Linked DNA regions of Mus musculus: all the other regions are linked to region 2. The links are chromatin contacts, called in public promoter capture Hi-C maps. All regions are on one chromosome and are shown on one strand. Each heading gives the region's core, a stretch centred on a gene start, on an enhancer-like site or on the middle of the called end of the contact. The rest is flanking DNA. Distances are from core to core; before and after follow the strand shown.

What was found. Promoter capture Hi-C pulls out the DNA fragments that hold promoters and counts their contacts.
Region 1: a promoter capture Hi-C map of pre-B cells shows a contact between it and region 2. The contact joins the promoter of Adh5 here to the promoter of Ints12 in region 2. A contact is called at or near these places in 1 of 39 promoter capture datasets (pre-B cells) and 2 of 484 Hi-C or Micro-C datasets (CD4 T cells and pre-B cells).
Region 3: a contact with region 2 is called in a promoter capture Hi-C map of pre-B cells, with 2.8 times the contacts expected there. The contact joins the promoter of Trmt10a here to the promoter of Ints12 in region 2. A contact is called at or near these places in 2 of 39 promoter capture datasets (cranial neural crest and pre-B cells) and 2 of 484 Hi-C or Micro-C datasets (CD4 T cells and pre-B cells).
Region 4: a contact with region 2 is called in a promoter capture Hi-C map of pre-B cells, with 4 times the contacts expected there. The contact joins the promoter of Snhg8 here to the promoter of Ints12 in region 2. A contact is called at or near these places in 2 of 39 promoter capture datasets (cranial neural crest and pre-B cells) and 1 of 484 Hi-C or Micro-C datasets (pre-B cells).

The regions. Positions count from the first base shown.
Region 1 is chr3:138,440,069-138,444,746 of GRCm38.p6, forward strand. It overlaps Adh5 (alcohol dehydrogenase 5 (class III), chi polypeptide), which reads left to right and starts at 3,025. Exons shown (of 9, transcript NM_007410.3): 1 at 3,025-3,125. The coding sequence starts at 3,114.
Region 2 is chr3:133,090,486-133,095,184 of GRCm38.p6, forward strand. It overlaps Ints12 (integrator complex subunit 12), which reads left to right and starts at 1,370. Exons shown (of 7, transcript NM_027927.4): 1 at 1,370-1,491. It overlaps Gstcd (glutathione S-transferase, C-terminal domain containing), which reads right to left and starts at 1,340. Exons shown (of 12, transcript NM_026231.3): 1 at 1,095-1,340.
Region 3 is chr3:138,141,696-138,146,046 of GRCm38.p6, forward strand. Trmt10a (tRNA methyltransferase 10A) reads left to right here and starts at 1,753. Exons shown (of 8, transcript NM_175389.5): 1 at 1,753-1,901. It also overlaps a transcript of Mttp not described here.
Region 4 is chr3:123,505,912-123,510,234 of GRCm38.p6, forward strand. Snhg8 (small nucleolar RNA host gene 8) reads right to left here and starts at 2,425. Exons shown (of 1, transcript NR_028574.1): 1 at 1,641-2,425. It overlaps Snora24 (small nucleolar RNA, H/ACA box 24), which reads right to left and starts at 2,155; the gene lies at 2,026-2,155. It overlaps Prss12 (protease, serine 12 neurotrypsin (motopsin)), which reads left to right. Exons shown (of 11, transcript NM_008939.2): 11 at 309-691. The coding sequence ends at 616. It also overlaps the pseudogene Gm9369.

The sequences.
Region 1 (4,678 bases), core at 1,775-4,274, 5.4 Mb after region 2:
CACAGAGGGACTGACAGAGACGGAGGAAGCACAAATCCTGCACAGACAGGTCCAGCCCAACAGGGTCCCAGCCCTGAGAGGGCAAGAGGACCACAAGCTCCCCCTCTAACCCAGAAGCTATCTCCAATTGATAACTACTCACAAATGAAAGATTAGTTCAGTCCAACCAAGTTTCACTGGGAACACAAATCACTACCAAGGTGCCATCATGCCCAGCAGTAGATAATCAACAGGAAGTTAACTCAGAGAACCTTTGGAGGAAGGTTCTCTGTCTCATGGCTTTCCAGTCTTTTTTTTTTTTTTTTTAACTTATGGATCCTTTGTGTATATATTATGGCTTCTGTTTGTTTTTTATGGGATTCCTATGTGTATAAACATTTGTGCTTCTGCATATATGTATTTCTCACGCTTTTTCTTTGGTTCTGTTTCTTCTTTTTGCTCATTTGTTTTGTCCTATTCTAGCTTTTGCTTTATATCATTATCATCATCGTTATTCAGATACCAGCTTGTTTTCTAACAGGAAGCAGAAAGGTTGTAGATTCAGACTGGAGGGAAGGTGAGAAGGATCTTGGACAAGTCAAGGGAAGGGAAAAATGTAATCAGAATGTATTGTATGAAAAGTCTGTTTTCAACAAAGGAAAAACTAAAACGCACGGTCTGATCATTCCAGCACAGCTGTCACCTTCTGGGTCTGGTTTTGATGCTTGCCATGCTCATTCAAACTATGGTTTGCCTTGCTCTGTGCCTTGCAATTTTTTTTATTAAAAGACAGATATAATTTACTGAGTAAAAGGGGAAAATGTTCTACAGTTTTTAATTTTTTATTTTATCTGAGTCTTTAGGTGAGCTTATAAACTTTAGTTATTCTCAGGGGGTTTTTTTTGTTTTTTGTTTTTTGGGTTTTTTTGTTTTGTTTTGTTTTGTTTTTTTTGGTTTTTCCATACAGGGTTTCTCTGTGTAGCCCTGGCTGTCCTGGAACTCACTCTGTAGACCAGGCTGGCCTCGAACTCAGAAATCCACCTGGCTCTGCCTCCTGAGTGCTGGGATTAAAGGCATGCACCACCACGGCCGGCCTCAGGTGTTTTTTTTGGTTGGTTAGTTGGTTGGGTTTTTGTTTTGTTTTGTTTGGTTTGGTTTGGTTTGGTTTGGTTTGGTTTGGTTTGGTTTGGTTTGGTTTTGAATTCTCAGCCCCTTACAAGGAATAGGATTCTAGAACTAGAGAGGACTGAAGATGCCCATCTCCCTTCTCCCTGACTGGATGAGCACAGGGAAAACTCATGCTGAGTTAAGCCCTGGTCAAGTCATTTTTGAGGGCAAGCCTCCTTAAGAACACACATGTTTACATTGATACTACCTCTAGAGCAGTGGTCCCAGCCTCCCTAATGCTACAACCCTTTATACAGCTCCTCATATTGTGGTGACCCCAACCATAATTATCTCATTGCTACTTCATAACTATCATCTGGTTGTTATGAATCGTAATGAAAATATCTCATGTTCAGGATACCTGATACGTGATCCCTATGAAAGGATCATTCGACCCCCAGAAGGGTCATGACCCACACGTGACAAACACTGCTCTAAAGGAAACAGTAGGAAAATTTTTCTCCCTCCTTCCCTGAAAAATCGTGAAAATAAACTTCTCAAAGTATGAGAATACTCCACTCCACATGACTGCATCCTCCGTCGTTTACAAAAGTCAGACTAAACTACAAAGTGCCTACAGCAATAGGTCAATCACTCTTCAGTTTCTGGCCCTAGTACTGCTTCTTGCAATGATGAATTTCTAGTCTGATGGATTGTGATTCTCTGTATTCCTGTTTCTGTTTCGGGGGGCAGCAGCTCTCCCTGCGTGACTTCACTTCTGTAAGAATTATGAATTCCTCAACTTGTTCAACTTCTTACAGGAGTATAACTTATAATATCCACATGTGGTGGTTTGACTGGAAATGGCTTGTATATTTGAATATTTTAATCACCAGACACTGGAATCATTTAAAAGGATTAGGAGGCACGAATACAAGATTAGTTTTAAGTAAGTTGGGTTTTAAGCACTGAGATACCCTAATACACACTGGCTTGGTACTTCAAGCCTGGAGTTTAGGAACACTACCCTGACTGGAGACAGACTATGGTGATCATCCTATTAATTATATACGTTAAAAGCCAGGGTGTGAGTTAGTGTGAAGTGAGAGAAGGGCTTTGAACAGTACCGTGGAGAATGTCAACCCTTAAAGTGTGTAATCAGGAAATGAGCCATGAAAAAGACAAAATGCGGTGTTTTAGTGGGTACATTTCAACACAAGCAGCATTTGGGATTACATCAGCAAATACAGCAGCCTCTGTCTCCACATAGTTGGTCCACTCTTAAAAGGGGCCCACTCTGCTCCCTCGGTTCCCTTCCTGAAAACTTCTCTCCGTGTCCGATGGTCCCTGAAATCCCAGGACCTGGTCGTAACCTGCTGAAATCCGAGGTCGGGCTGTTGCTAGGATGGGCACCTCTCCCTCTAGTGTTCCTTCAAAGCCCTTGAGGGCCGCAGTGTTGACTCGTCCTGGACCCAGACCCGCAAAACAAGGGGCTGCATTAGCTCGCTAGCGCATGCAACCCGCAAATCAGTAGCTCGCTAGCTAGCGCGTGCAAGCCCGGGAAGAGGGGGGCGGGGGGACCGCGGACAGGGACACACGGAAGGCGTGGCTTGTTCTACACGTGCTTTCCCACACGTGTTACCACACGCTATATTTCTCTCACGTCTAACGTACAAAGACTGCACGAAAATTAGACAAGGAAATACCACAGAGATGCTTTGCAGGGGCTCAGTTGAGCCAGCCTGGAATAAAGCGCTTCACGGCCCCAAAACTACTGCCTCCCCAGCAACGGAGCGCAGTAGCCGAAACTCAGGCTCCGAAACGCGGGCCCCGCCCTTCCGGTATTAGGCCCGCCTCCCAGCCGAGTCCCGCCCTACGCACAGCCACCTCCTCCCGCCCTCACGTACGCCCCGCCTACATCGAAGGCCCGCCTCCCGCGCACAGCCCCTCCCCTCACGCACGGTCCAGCCCTCACCCGGGTTCCGCTACACTCGTGAACCTTAGCGCTCGATCCCGAACTAGCGGCCATGGCGAACCAGGTATGGAGGCGCGCGGTGGGCCGGAGCAGAGGAGGGGAACGCCCGGGTGGCCCGCTGCCGCCCGCCGGGGAAGGCGAGCGCAGCCGCAGCGAGGGCATGGAGGCTTTGTTTCGGCGCCGCGCTTGGAGAGCAGCTCTGCTTTCTGCTCTGCTCCGCCGGAGCCCGGTGGGCTGAGGCCCGCGCCCGTCACGCGGGACGGAAGAACTTGCCCGGGTCGCGCCCGGGTTGCAGGATCAGATTTGGAGCGCGGGCCGTGCTCAAAACTCCCAAGCAAAGTTAGGCCCTTCCTTCGACCTTGGCTTTCTACGTGCAGCACGGTGTACCTGTTTTTTTCAAATCACGTTATTTGACTTTCAAGTCCATCTCCAGTAAACCCAGTGAGTGGCTTGCAACCTTTATTCTGTCAACACATTTCATAAGCGTCAAGTGAACTGATCAAAACCCAGCATTTCTCACTAGGTTTGGTTCCGTGGTTAAGAAGGTCTGTACTGAGTGTAATCGCTCTAGTAGCTCATTGCTTTAGATGCGCGATATAAATTTCATATGGAATTGTAAACTTTACAGAGCCACATAAAATTAATTCTAATGGTATGTTTACCCAACCTGATACTCGCAATATTATTTCCACGTTATAAGTATTTTTAAATTGAGATATTCTTCACTCTTCTAAGCTTTCAAATTTTTACATCATACCTGATTTCAGTTCACACTTGTCCTTTATCTATAGTGTTCAATAGCCACCTGTGGCAAATGGCTAATGCATTAGTTAGCACAGTTATAAGAGATGGTTATAGTATTTTTACCCCCATTTGGATATTTCTTAGGATCCTTTCCACTGGGAAGTATTGCACTAAAGTGATGCTATATAAGCCATCCCAAGGAAAAGATAATTAGGTCGCATAATACTAAGCTTGAATACTAACCTTGAATTACTTGCCAAACCTAGTGAAAGACTCTGGGTGGGATTTTGCTTGGCTTGTCCATTGTTGTGCTAGGACTCAAATCCAAGGCCTTGTGCATTCAAGGCACATGCTCTACCATTGAGCTACACCCCAGCTTGGGACATGTATTCCATAGTCTTCTTTCCTTTTCTTTCTTTCCTCCTCTTCTTCTTCCTTTTCCTCCTCCTCCTCCATCTCTTCCCCACCTCCCACCCTCCTTTAAGATGTGTGTGTGTGTGCCTGTGTGTGTGTATATGCATGCAGGAGCCTGTGGAAGCCAGGGGGTGGCACAGATCCTCTGGAACTAGAATTACAGGTAGCTGTGAGAGTGTAGATGCATAGGACTGAACCTGGAGTTTTCTGCAAGAGCAGTAGGTGGGTGCTCTTAACCACTGAGCCATCTCTTCAGCCCTTTGATTTTATATATATGTATACACAATTTAAATATAAATAATATATATGCACATATTTGTTGTCCTGGTTGATGGTGGTTTAGGGTGGAAGGTTTGAGATGGAATCTCTCCATGTAGCCCTGTCGGTCCTGGAACTTGAAGTGTAGATCTAGCTGGCCTCGAGCTCACTGAGAGCCACTTGCCTCTGCCTCTGAGCGCT
Region 2 (4,699 bases), core at 120-2,619:
CACTCCCCCGGCCCCGGACCTCACTGCATCCCATTTTCCCTTCCTTGAGAGCCCACCCCTTCATGGCCCCTTACTAGTTTAAAGGTGTTTTTCATTAGTACTATAGAACAACGTTCAAACCTCAATCTCCTTTTTGAAGTTAGGCCTCTTTAAAATGATTGAGTCACAATTTCAGCAGCGTCAATGGCAGTGTATGCTCCTCAAAGTGCAGTTTAACACTCATATAGCTTAAAGTTTGATCTACTAAATATGACAGCAAATCAGTTGTATTGTAACAGTTTATTCTCATGGCATTTCAAGACCATATTTACATGTTTAAAGTCACTTCCAGTTCTTGCTTTTTAAATTGTGGGACAGCACGAGGGAAACTTGACAAATGCCACCATCTTTAGCAATAATGTGGTACGAGATACACTCGTTTATTTTTTCTGACCTTAAGGAATTTATGACAAAGGATTTGGTGGTGAGTATGGCGGGGGATGGAGATGGGGTGGTGTAATTCCCCAGTCAAAGTTAGAGAGGTATGTATTAGGGTATTCTTTTTTTTTTTTTTTTCTTTTTTAATTTAAGCCAAAGCAGTTCTCGTGCAAACTCAAGCTTTCTGTTCGTGCTAATAATGGAAGGGCAACGCTGCTTTGGTGGGGATAGCAAATGTCCCCAAATGCAGCAGATCCTAACTGTAAAATAGTACGCATGTACAGCGTCCAATCAGGAAGGGCTGCGACGTAAAACTATGTCTTTGGGGAAAGTTAAGTCGTGCTCCAAGAGGTCTTTTTTCCTGCACTTAACTCAAAACGACCACACAACCCCCTACCAGGCAAAGCTGCCCTGTTGCTCTACCCACGCAGGGAAAAGACTAGAGGGATGGCTCGCAGCCGAGGGGCCCACGCGTCACTCAGCGGAACGGCGCGAAGCCCGTCCATCTGCACCCACAGCAAAAGCCTGCGGTGAATGTGGGGCTGGCAAGACTCTCAAGGGCTGCGAGCCGTCACCGGTCCCACCCTGGCCTCCAAGCCCAGCCCCGCCGACCCCTGAGGGCGAGCGCGGATCTCAGGAGGCGGCGGGGGGACGAGCGGCCCGAGCGCCCTCTTTACCTGGTCGCAGGGGCGCGGCCAGGCAGGGAGGGCGCGGGAGCATGCGGGCGACGACGCGGGCCACCGCGCCTTCCCGCCCAGCTCGAGCCGGGACTCCGAGGCTACTTCTGGAAGCCGCGGCCTGAGGAGGAGCACTCGCCTCCCAGCGAGGCCCTGAGCAGGGGAAAGGGGGCAAAAAGAAGGAAGAGACAACGTGTCTGCGCGTCCCCCGCCCAACGCCATTCATAATCCGGCGGACCGGAAGGAGTGCCCTACGTCACTTCCTGCTGTCTCACTCGGAAACGTTCCCCTTCCGACCTGTTGCGGGAACCTTTGTTTCTCTCTTCTTAAAGCTGGTGAGGGCGGGGACGGATTCGAAGAGAGCTACCGGGAACCGACCGAGTGGCGGGGCGGAGCGGTGAGTGGTGACGAGGGTCCCCGCTTCCTGGCGCCTCGGGGGGAGGCTCGAGACCCCGCGAGGGGCGGCCGGAGCGGAGCTCCGTGGGCTGTCGGTCTCCTCCCTGCTGGAGGGGAGACCTCATAATTTGCGGGGTGGTTGCGTGGCTCCGCCTGAGCGCTCCTCCTAGTCTGGAAGGACTGAGTGAGGAGGGCGCCGAGGACGGTGGCCCGGGGGACCGGGACCGTGGAATTGTCCAAGACCTTTGACCGAGGGTTCCGGAGACCTCTGTACAGCTCCCGTTTTACATCTCTGTTCTGGCCTCCTTGAGAAGGACTTACCCCTATTCGAGGCCGCCCCCAGTGTGTTTTGATTCCATCAAAGAATTGGCATTTCGAAGTGTCTCTTGACTCTCCTTAGCTTCTCTAGCGCTTGGGTTTGTTTTGGAATTGGGGTTTTTACATCCTGAGTTTCCAGACTTCCCCAAAGGCGAAGCACTAAATGGAAAGAAGAAGTTAATTGGAAAGGATTACAGAATCTTGCAGAAACACGAATGGGATGGTCTCGAGTGTTGTAATGAGTATTGCACTCTCTGCAGTTTCCTTTATCTCATGCACTAGCAGGTGATCAACTTAGAAGTTTGTTTGAAACTAGTAGGCAGGGTGAAAGAGATCTGAGAGAAAGCATCTATTTAGGTAGGGGTGCTCAATTTTGTTTGGGGACATCACAGCAGCCTTGAAAAGGACCATTTTGGCAAAAATCCAGTTGATTCAATAAATATTTTTTAAAAACACCTGTGAAATGCTACTTGCCAGGGAAATTCCTGCATTCCCCCTCACATTCCCCCTTCATAAACTTCTGCTCTCATAAAAGCTATACACTAGTGAGATTAATAATTAAAGACAAATGAAAGAGTAGAAAGTGAATGTTGCAGGTCAGAGCACTGTACACATCCCTACCCATAAAATAGACGATTGTCTTGCTTTTTTGTGTTTGAGTTATGTTGAGAGGAAAAGACAGTTGCATTTCATGAATGCCTTTTGCTGAAGTGACTAGAACTGTGTAGAGTAAAAGACAAGAATATTAGACTTCGGTGAGTTAGCTGAATATAATAGTCTGGTCATTGTTTTCAGAGTAACAGAGAAATAAGAGGAAGTGAGAGAAAAACCATACAGAGTCATCTGCCTTGAGATGGTATTTGACAACAAAATGCTCATGACTGCTGAAGAACAAATTGGTAGTGAGACTAAAGCAAGACAGAGCATTGGAACAATAGTGGCAAGAATGAGAAAGCCAGGGAAAGAGAGGTCCAATACCAACTTAAATGTAAAAATACAAAGTATCCCTCTTGTATTCACCTGATCTTAAAATAGGGGAGAGTAGCTAGAGCTAGAAGGGGACTTGGAAAAGGGAAGCTGGACTTAAAACTGACTTGGAGAAATAAAGAGTCAAGAGGCTGCAAGAGGTCCTGTTCAGTAGGAAAATGTAATTGTTCTTTCTGGAAAGATGGGAAGTGAGTTGACCAAACAAGCATGAGAATGCTAAGTGTGAAGCATGCTAGATAGGACTAATAACCTGGAAGAGAATATGGTATTTCTTTCAGTGGCACTTGTTTGGGTGTAGACGGGAGAAGATGCCAAATAGAAGCATGTCTACACAGTAGGTAAACCTTAGAGCAGTGGGATAAGGATGCTTAGAGAACTGGAAGAGAGTCACGGAACGGCTTGTTCTAGAGTGGAAGCCGAACAGGAAGGGAATAGCATACTGCCATAAACAGAGGTAAGCGATGCGGGGAGATTATTGTGTAGGCTGGCAGTTGCAGTGTGTCTTGCATAGCTACAGGTACTTCCTGGTGTGCCCCAACCATCCCTCCCACCAGCGCTAGCTATCACTGCCACATCCTAGGTTATTGATAGTTTTACAGTAATAAGTATTCATTTTCTTCCTTTCTTTGTTTTAAACAGTGCTTAGGTTTTTAAAATAAACTCACACTTAACATATTCTTTCATCTATCTTCCTGTTCTCTATTTACATGTACATTGTTTATGCCACCTACTGCTTCTCTTTGGTTTGAAAAAGAAATAGGAGCAAGAAAGAAGGGGGGGGAGGGAATTAACTAAAAAAAATATTGTCTTATAATACCCCAGATATCTTCTTGAGTTAAAACAGTGGAGAAGGAAAAAAAAAAAGGAAGATATAGTTTGCAAAGAAGGAGGCTGTTGATTGTAGTCATAGAGAATGGTGTAGCAGACTTCACATTTCACTAGCTGAAAATGAAGCTTTCTGTTAATGAACTAAATAAAATTATTTATAAAATGTTTTAGAAGATCATAATATATGCTTAATTAAAGGTAATGTCAGGGAGAGAGAAAGAAGGGCCTGGCCCTAATATTATGTAAATAAACCCCTGAGGTCAGAGGTTGATAAATGGAGTCATGGAATTTCTAAGCTGAGCAATACAGAAGAGGTTCTATCTGAGTACTGTTATAGCTTTTCTGATGGAACAAGTCAGAGGAACACTTCCGTGTTGGGAGCTGTAAAACATGATGTCATTAGTGAGAATAGTAAAGACAGATAGATAGTGCTTGAGGAAAAAGGAGGAACTATAGAGGAATGTGTTATTAATGACTGGGCTAATAAAGCTAGTTTGAGGAGGGTGAAGGGCTGAGCTCAGTAAAAACACTGGATGGATTTGCAGGATGAGCATCTGTGCTTTAAAGAAGCCATGATGTATTGGGAGAAAAGGGAAATTGGAAGTTGCTGGATAGTTTAGAATAGTGGTCTCTAAATCTTTCTTATACACACACGCTCACGCACAAACACACAACATTCCACCATGTGCAGAACTGGGTTTGAAAGATGTCAGTAATTTATGGCAGGGGTGCACAGCATGTTAAGTCTTAGAAAAAGAACTAATTCTGAGGTTCCCCTTAGAGTATTGCTGTTGACAAATTTTGTAGACTTACACCATAGGTTACCTAATTTATGGGCATTTCATTTGTGATGACAGAATTACATAGCAGTACTTTGCTTCCATTTTTCCAAAGAGAAAATATAAAGTAGTGCCTCTGTCCCGTTGTAAGTATTTGTGTAGGCATCACTATTTGCTCAGTAATCTGTAAGACAGACTGCCCTGGGTTAAGTAAACTAGTGTGTCTACAGCTACATAAAATAGGTCATAGAAAGGTTACACTGTGTTTTTCTAGCTGAAACAACAGGTTTACCTCTT
Region 3 (4,351 bases), core at 503-3,002, 5.1 Mb after region 2:
GGCAGACTCCCCAGACTCCGCAGATATTCAAATCCAAGCTTGCTATGTTTGCTTAAAATCCAGTTTTCTTCTAGTATTCTCTAAATTACCCAATTAATAGAATTATATTTCTACCACTGTTCACATTAGAAAGCTGGGTAGAGCCCTTCTTCCTTACTCCACCACTGCTCATCAATGTGTAAAACCTTCACGTTTGGCTCTTTGCTTTCACTGCCCCCAGCTTTGAAATTCTTCATTTAAAAAAATGTTTACTTTCCAAGATGGAGCAAAATTACAAAATCTCCGACACTATGTGCTCAAGAAACATTCATGTCTTCCTTTCTATCTACAGGCATCTTAAGTATGTATTCACTTCTGGATCCTCTACTTCTTTGATGGAGACAATCATTTAGTCATTGCTGTACAAAATCCTAAGCCAAAGACAATGAACTGTCAACTGTGTTAAACAAGCCTGAGTTTTATAAATCAATGACTTCCTTACATCACAGGACTTTATCTTAAACTTTTATATGCTTCTTTGGCTAAACTGCAGTTTTTACTCGTACCTTTTTTTTTTTTTTTTTTTCATACTTTGGATTGATTCTGCAACCATGAGATCAAATAACCAAGTCAAATTTGGTCACATCATAAAAATGAGGATTTTTCTCCTAACTTAAAAACTCTTTTAGATATCAAGGATGCTAGGCATTACCTCTAAAACTGTACCGTTATTTTAAAGACAGATCCCATAAGGGCAACAGAACAGCTGCTGAAAGATCTGGCACACCACTCTGCCAGCCTGAATTTAATGACCTACATGTGAAGGGCTCCATATCCAGTTACTAACCCTCCCTCAGCTACTCTCTGCCCTGATACGGAGGCAGCCGAAAAAAGATGCCCTACTAACAGCTCATAAGTGGATTCACATTTTACTGCCAATGTTCAGTTAACAGAAATCTCTAAGATTTGAGAGATCCACAACACAGAGCATGTGATCCACATCTTTTTCCAAATAAAAACAGAGTTTAAAAAAGATCTCCCCCACACACTAAATTCAGAGACGATTCAGTTCATTTAAGAGCCTGTAACAAGTTCAAAAGGTCAAGCAACAAGAAAAATCTAATGATGGGTCTTTATTTGAAAAATAGTTTTTTATCTGCAAATTCTACAGATTCATCCATCAGAAAAGCCAAATTAAAACAAAACAACTACAAAAAGACCAACCTACCCAACTGTTTGGTTTTTCTTTTTCCCTCGGTTGACTTGGTCTATATTTAGCAAAAAGATTATATAAGGTCAAGTATTTACAAACGATGAAATATCACTAGTGTTTTGCAAAACAGCATAAACAAAACCTCAAAGGATGGACTGTAAAGTATTATGTTTTACTAAGGACATAAAAAGAAAACTTTAAAATTCCTAAGTTCGATGAATTTCTATTAAAAATTTCAGTTTACAATTTTTTCACTTATGAAAGACCATTGGTAACTTTCTTACATAAATTAGAAGTACGTTGGGCAATACTAGATCATCCTCTCAACGCAGAAAAAAATAAGAGCATTTCGTCTGTTTCGCATTTCAATTTCTTTCAGTGGGGCGATCTTCGCCTCGAGACCCGAGCTTACACAGGCCTGTGGGTAGAAATGCAACGCTTGACCGGGAAAAACGCCTCGCGGTAGCCACTAACCATTCCCGCAAAACCCAGGCCCAGACCCCGCCCCCTACAGGCTCCTCCTCTTTCTCCGGTTTGGAGTTAGCGCAGTCCGATGACGTAAGCCGTAAGTGCCGTAACCGGGCGCGCAACCACCGCCTCTGCCTCTGGGAGTTGAAGTTTCTGAAGGAGGACGACCGCGTGGAGCCGAGAACACTTCAGAAAGGCTTTCTAACCGCACCCCGGCGTTCCCCACCGGCCCCGCGGCACGGTAAATATGGCACTGCGGCTGTCGTGCCCCTGCCCGTTGGTATCCTTTCGGATGCCAAAGGAGCGTGAGCTACCCTAGCCTCCGCTGCAACCAAGGCTTCCGGAGTAGAGGGTGAGGGCCTGGGAAGTAGTTGCCGGTTTGCGGAGGAAGTGGCGTCAGGTGTGCGTTTTCCACGCCCCTCGCCACTCACGTGCCGTCTTCCAGAGTCGTGATTGGTCAGCTGCGGTTCGTTCGCGGGCGCAGGGCCCCGCTCGGGGCGTGCGCGCGCCCGGTTGTCGCCGCGGTGTGCGCTCCGGGTTTCTGTTGTTTAGGAGAGTCCCTACCGGAAGTGTGGCAGAAAGGAGCCATGTGGAGTCTCAGGGTAGCTTGTCGCAACGCTGCGTTGCGCCTAGAGGGCAGGCGAGCCGTTTTCCCTTCTTTTCCTCTTTTTCCTTCCCTGGGTCAGGCCGTCGCATGTAAGGGCGCCGAGGGGCAGTTGCTGCCCAGGCGGCTCGGCCTCGTGGTCAGCTGAGGATGAGGTTAAGATGGACGCGTTACCGGTTGCCACTGAAATATTTTGTGTTTAAAATGTGGTTGCGTGTCCGGAGATGTAAAATTACTCATTTAAAAAAAAAAAAAAAAAAAAGCTCTCCTGAGATTCCCTCCCAAGCCAGAACTCAAGCCAAAGGGACTTTGACAACTGAACAAAGGGCTATTGCTACTGCGGTACAGACCAACGCGTTTAAAAATAAAAAAAAATAAAATAACATAAAAATACCCTGAAGTAGGCATGTATTGATTTTAGAGTTACCGAAAAGAAAGCTTAAAGACTACGAGGGCCGTTTTAGTCGATTTGATAACAGCCGGGTTTTTGTCTTTGGCATTAAGTGACGTATGCTCTTCCCCACACCAGATAGTCTTTGTCAGTATTACTCAGTTTTGAGTTTTGTAATCCTGTCTGATAACTTATATCCAAGAATTAACCATCCAGGTTTTTTCTTTTTAAGATATGCTAAAGTAAAGTCTCAGAGTTGTTTTATCTTTCTGTAAAATGTTCTTAAATACTTGTTAGACTTGGATTAGTGGATTAAAATGTGCTTTAAGCATCACTGCTGGTCTGGGAGAAGCCTCAGACTCGCTGCCATAGAGATTCACCTCGTGACCCAAACTAAAGCCGTGTGTTCAAAAGTGCCGTGTTTTACATAATGCATCAAATTCTTACTCTATTACTTAGTAGACAGTCGGAGCGGAAGCTATCTTGGTGAAGTCTAGACAAAACAAGACAGCCAGCTAGTATTTTATCTGCATTCATGTATTTTATAAAATGAAACATATTTCATGTGTTGTTCAGTAGTCTGGCTTATTTAATCAAAGCTTAGGAAACACCCAGTACAGTGTTTCAAGAATTGATAAAACACATTAATGTTAGGACAAGCTCACGATAGGCTGCTCAAAGATGTTACTATTCTGTGATAGGTCAAGTTAAATTTAACTGGAGACATTTTAGATGTGAAAGACAAAGGCTCCCCCTGGTGTCAGAGAGCTGTAAAACACGGCTTTTGTAATTCTCACAGTTAAGGCAGCTCAACACTTCAAAATTTTGAACATAGAGAAACTACTGAAAAGTATTGCCACGGATAAATATTGCTTTGTTTCATAGGAATTTAGTACTAGAGACCAGAGGAGTTAGTAACTTTGAAATTACTCTCTTCGTTTTCTTTTAGAATTCTATGAAATCCCATATCTACTCAAGTTATCCTCTCGGTTTGGAATAAGTCAACTGAGTTTCAAGTTTCAGAGCTGTGCTCTCTTGAAAATATGTTTCATAAAATGTTTTCCTGTTAATTTCAATTTTGCTTTTAAGTTTGCATTACTGAGTCTTGTTTTTTCCACTATTCATGCCTTTGGGCATATACATTTTTGAGTTTTATTTAATGCCTTTAGAGCCATCTGTCAACAGTGTGCAGTAGCACTCTCCCTTCAGAATTCCCCCATCCTCAGGGTTTTAGGTTACTGGGAAGTTTTGGTGTTGGATCTGGGTTTGAGTAATAATACACAATTTCATCCCTTTAATCAGTATATTCTCTCTGCTAGATTTGTTTGAGATGCTTTTTTTCATAGGAATTTAGTACTAGAGACCAGAGGAGTTAGTAACTTTGAAATTACTCTCTTCATTTTCTTTTAGACTCCTATGAAATCCCTTATCTACTCAGTTATCCTCTCAGTTTGGAATAAGTCAACTGAGTTTCAAGTAACGTGACACTGCACTTTCAAAGAAATCGAGAAGCATAGAGTAAAGCTATTGTTTAAGTTCTGCAAAAGTGTTGTCCTCATTATTACATCTCGAAGAGTAATTGTGTTGTTGTTTGTTTTTGTTTTGGCTTAGATTATCGTTTGTTTGCTTAGATTAACTAGCTAGCTCTGTAAGAATGAAGAATCTCAGAATGTTTCTTAAGGCCACATGCTATTTA
Region 4 (4,323 bases), core at 1,175-3,674, 9.6 Mb before region 2:
TGTTGGTTCTAATTCCAAATTTTAGCACTAGCTGATGGAATTCAATTGCTAGGTGTACACTTATGTTTTTCCACAAATGACCTGACTAGATAAATGACACGTCATGTTTGTATGTGAAACTGTACGCAGTTTAATTCTGAAACATCCAATACTAGAGCCTTCTGCTACACAGCTAGCACCATAGCTACTTCTAAGTTAACAGCCATTTTGAAATGCCTTTGAAGGCATTATAAGACTACTAAACTGCTAAATGTGATCATTAGCTGAAATCCCATTGACTAACGCCAGCCTTCTTTTGGTCTGAGCAGGTCGTGCCTACTCAAGAACTCTACAACAAGCTGCTGTGCCTCTGTTACCCAAGAGGTTTTGTAAAGAGAGGTACAAGGGACTATTTACTGGGAGAATGCTCTGTGCTGGGAACCTCCAAGAAGACAACCGTGTGGACAGCTGCCAGGGAGACAGTGGAGGACCACTCATGTGTGAAAAGCCTGATGAGTCCTGGGTTGTGTATGGGGTGACTTCCTGGGGGTATGGATGTGGAGTCAAAGACACTCCTGGAGTTTATACCAGAGTCCCCGCCTTTGTACCTTGGATAAAAAGTGTCACCAGTCTGTAACTTATGGAAAGCTCAAGAAAATAGTAAAACAGTAACCATTCAGTCTTCATACTTGGCACCATGCCAGAAATGACAAGCCTGCGATTCCTTTGAATTTGAGAGAACCCAGTAGTTCAGGGGTACAGGTCTTATCCTTGCCTATTACAATTTTTATGTAAGGTGAAATTCTAGCAAATCTTAGTTTTAATTTTTAAATCTACAAAATTTGGGCTAGGAACCTTGATTAGGTGCCCACATTTAACCTTTTTGATCTTACCTACACTAAGACCAGCACATCATTTTCTTAAGTTCAAATCTTCACTATCAAAATCATTTCTCTAGAACAGTAGGCAGATGTCAAACTTGAATTCTGCCTTTTGAACCATGAAAAAGTACGCCATCTACTGGTACCTTCAAGTAAGTTCAGATCTCCTGAGACTAACCTGACAAATGTTTTAAAGAGGCTCTCCTTATGTACCAGAAAGCCTAACACATGAAATGGCAAGCAGTTAAGAGGCCATACAAATTACTGACCACTTGTGGAACCATGACCTTACAGCAGCCCTTTTTAAATAGGAATGAAGGCCCAGAGACATCTGGTGGGAATTTGGATCCCAATAATCTCTGTGCAGAGGAATCACCCCCTGGTTCCTAAGCTTCCCTAAATAAGGCCTATCATACTCTTGAGTGTGAGTCTCAGTACCTCAAATCCCAGACACAAAAGCCTCTAAGGTCACAAGTATCCCCTCAGCACCTGTCACAACACACCCCCTAGCTGGTGTTACATACTTGGCTTCTGGAGATTTGAAGTTGAATGGCACACACTAGAAGGCTTGGAGAGCAGCAAGCAAAAGATACTTTTCATTAAGGGCAACCGTCTGTGGCTTATTAATCACTCATGTTCCAAGCCAACATTTATCTTGCACCTTTGTAACAATCAAACCTATCTTCTTTGGAAGCCTAGTTAACCCAGTTATTTCCTGCGCAAATGTCTCCTGTATCGTTAACTCTTAATTCACACAACCTCCAGAAACAGGACACAGTCTTATTACACACCAAACATCTTTTATTTAATATAAAATATTCAATTTTCAAAAATTAAAAGCGAAGATTCCCTGTAAGTTGACCAGAGACGATCTCAACCACTACAGTACCTGCAAGAAAAAAAAAAAGGCCCATTACAGAATATCCGTGACTATACTACGGGCTGTTTACTTATGTTAATGTCAGCACAAGAGCAAACTTCACCCTAACAGTAAAGGCCCACTCACTACCCAGAACCGCGAAAACACCACAAAAATGAATCTTACCTTAACACTTCCTCCACTGTTCAACAGCAACGGGTCCCGGCGTTTCCTAGAAATATTTCAATACTAGTTTAGAAAACTGAAGTCCATTTTTCTAGCGTCGTGTAGACTCTTACAATCTTAGAATGTCACTTGCTCAAGTCAGAATCTGGTACCAATGAAATGGTGACAGCTTTGCCAATAACAAGAACATGCTCTTCCATGGCTAGGAAGGGAGACTGCCACAGGCGGCAGGTCCCAAAGATACATGGAGTTTCACAGCCCAAAAATCTAGTGTAACCCCAGAGGTGTCACTCACCATCCGACCCAGCGGTGGCGAACTTGCGTCACGCCGCCCAACACCGTATCGGCTTTACATGGTGGTCGTCGCGCTAACCTTCACGGCGCTCTTGCAGAGTTGATGGCTTTCGGCCAGCACCATAGCCACCTTGTGTCTCCCGCATCTCGGCCACTCACAAATAAGGCCCAAGATATCATCCCCACCATACAACTACATACTCGTAGGCGGATCGCAGCCAAAGAGACTTCTGAACGGTGCGCGCACGCTTTTATAGCCCGGGTGACGCTCTCCCAAGAGCCTGCGCGCGAGGGGCGGGGCTTTCCCGCCCATTCCGAGCTCTCCCGCGCCTCGTCACTTTGATTGGTGTACAGGCGGCCCGGATTCGATGCGTGCGTCACAGGAATGGGCGGGCTGTGGAGGTGGGCGGGGAAAAGCCGAGCTGAAACCACAGTTCTCGCGGTGTCAGAAGTCTCGTGGCTGAAGCTCTGGCGGTGCGCGCGTTTTCTCTTCTTGGCTGCGTTCTTCTCTGGGACCCAAAGTCTAAGGTCCCTTCGTTGCCGCCTCCCCCGGCATCACTTCCTATGGCGCCGGCCCTTTGTCCCCGAGAGCTGTTGGCGGCTCCTCTGCCCCCATCGGGGTTGATGGTTCCGCTTGCGCCCTTCCGCTTGCCCTTTTGATCTGATCTCACTTTTGCCCGACACAGCGCGCCGGAAGGTTTCTCGAACCGGGAGAACGGGAAGCCTGGGCAGTGCGAGCAGACCCGCCCGGCCCTCGGCTTTTCCGGGAGGAAGGCATATCTCACTCCCGCGTGCAGCCCGCTATGAGACAGAATAGAGGGCCTTTAGTGATGGAGTATGGAGATGACAGTTGTCGTCATGGAGAATGTTAGTTAGAAAGCTGTGATCATTACAGGCTGGGAAGGGTGCGGTTAGGGCAACACCGTGCAGGAGTCAGTAGGAACGAATTCATTGGAGACAATACTCGCATTTGAAGGACCTAGAGGGGTTCGTGAACCTCAGCTCGCTCACCCACTATCTCATTTTACTTAAAATAATCACTACTGAATTGAAAGAACTAGTTCATCATAAGGCTCAAGTAACCGCGGCGCGTTGCCCAAACATTTCATTTACATTCTGGATGGTCTTCTGAGGGTGTCCTTAAGAATGGTCTGTATTAGTCCTGAGCTGAGAAGTCCGAGATTAAGGGCCTTCCTTCTCTGGCCAGTAGATGGTAGCCTGCATCTTTCCGTGGGTTTTTCTTTTGTGCCTGTCTGCACCTGTCAGGTTTTTTATTTTACAAAATGTAGTTTTGTTTTTATGTTACTCTGCTGTTACACAGGGCATAACATTTTCATAAGGCTTTTTTGGGGACTACAGTCAATGATTAGCAAACAACTCTCTAAAGAACAATCACTGAACCAAATGGATACCCTCTCACATGTACACAAATTTGCATGGAAAAGTACTAACATTACTTTAAATTGCAATGCACTACATTTTCCATATCTTCGCAGTAATACAAAACACAGTCGCTTGTAGAACCGGTTCAGATTACTTAAATACCAAGTGTGCTGTCAGTCCTCTACTCACGTGTCTGGAAGTTACTCGTGTTTACATGAAATGAAGCTATTGATACTTTTCTACAGCAGTAACTGCACACCAGGAAGGAGGAGACAACACAAACCAAGGGATGGAGTTTCCCCAAAGCTGCAGTGTGAAAAGACTATATAAACAGTTGATCCCATACACACGAATGGGCTTTCTTGCTAGAGGAAATCCAAGTGGAATAAGGAATGGAGATGTAAAAAGGTCTTCTTGAGGGGAAGGGGGTTGGTGCCCTGGATGCCTTTAGTTTTCGGCCCCCTCTGCTGCATCACATTCTTCTGCACTGTCTGATGTCCATAATGTTAAGTTGTCTCTAAGCAACTGCATGATAAGGGTGCTGTCTTTGTAGGAGTCTTTGTTCAGTGTACCAAGCTCTGTGATAGCCTCATCAAAAGCCGTTTTAGCCAGTGTGTAGGCAAGCTCTGGATTATTAAGGATCACAGAGTAAAATACAGGAAGGTTAAGAGCCAGCCCCAGGCGGATTGGATGTGTAGGTTGCATCTCTTTCTTGCTTATATCAAATGCCTCTTGGTAGGC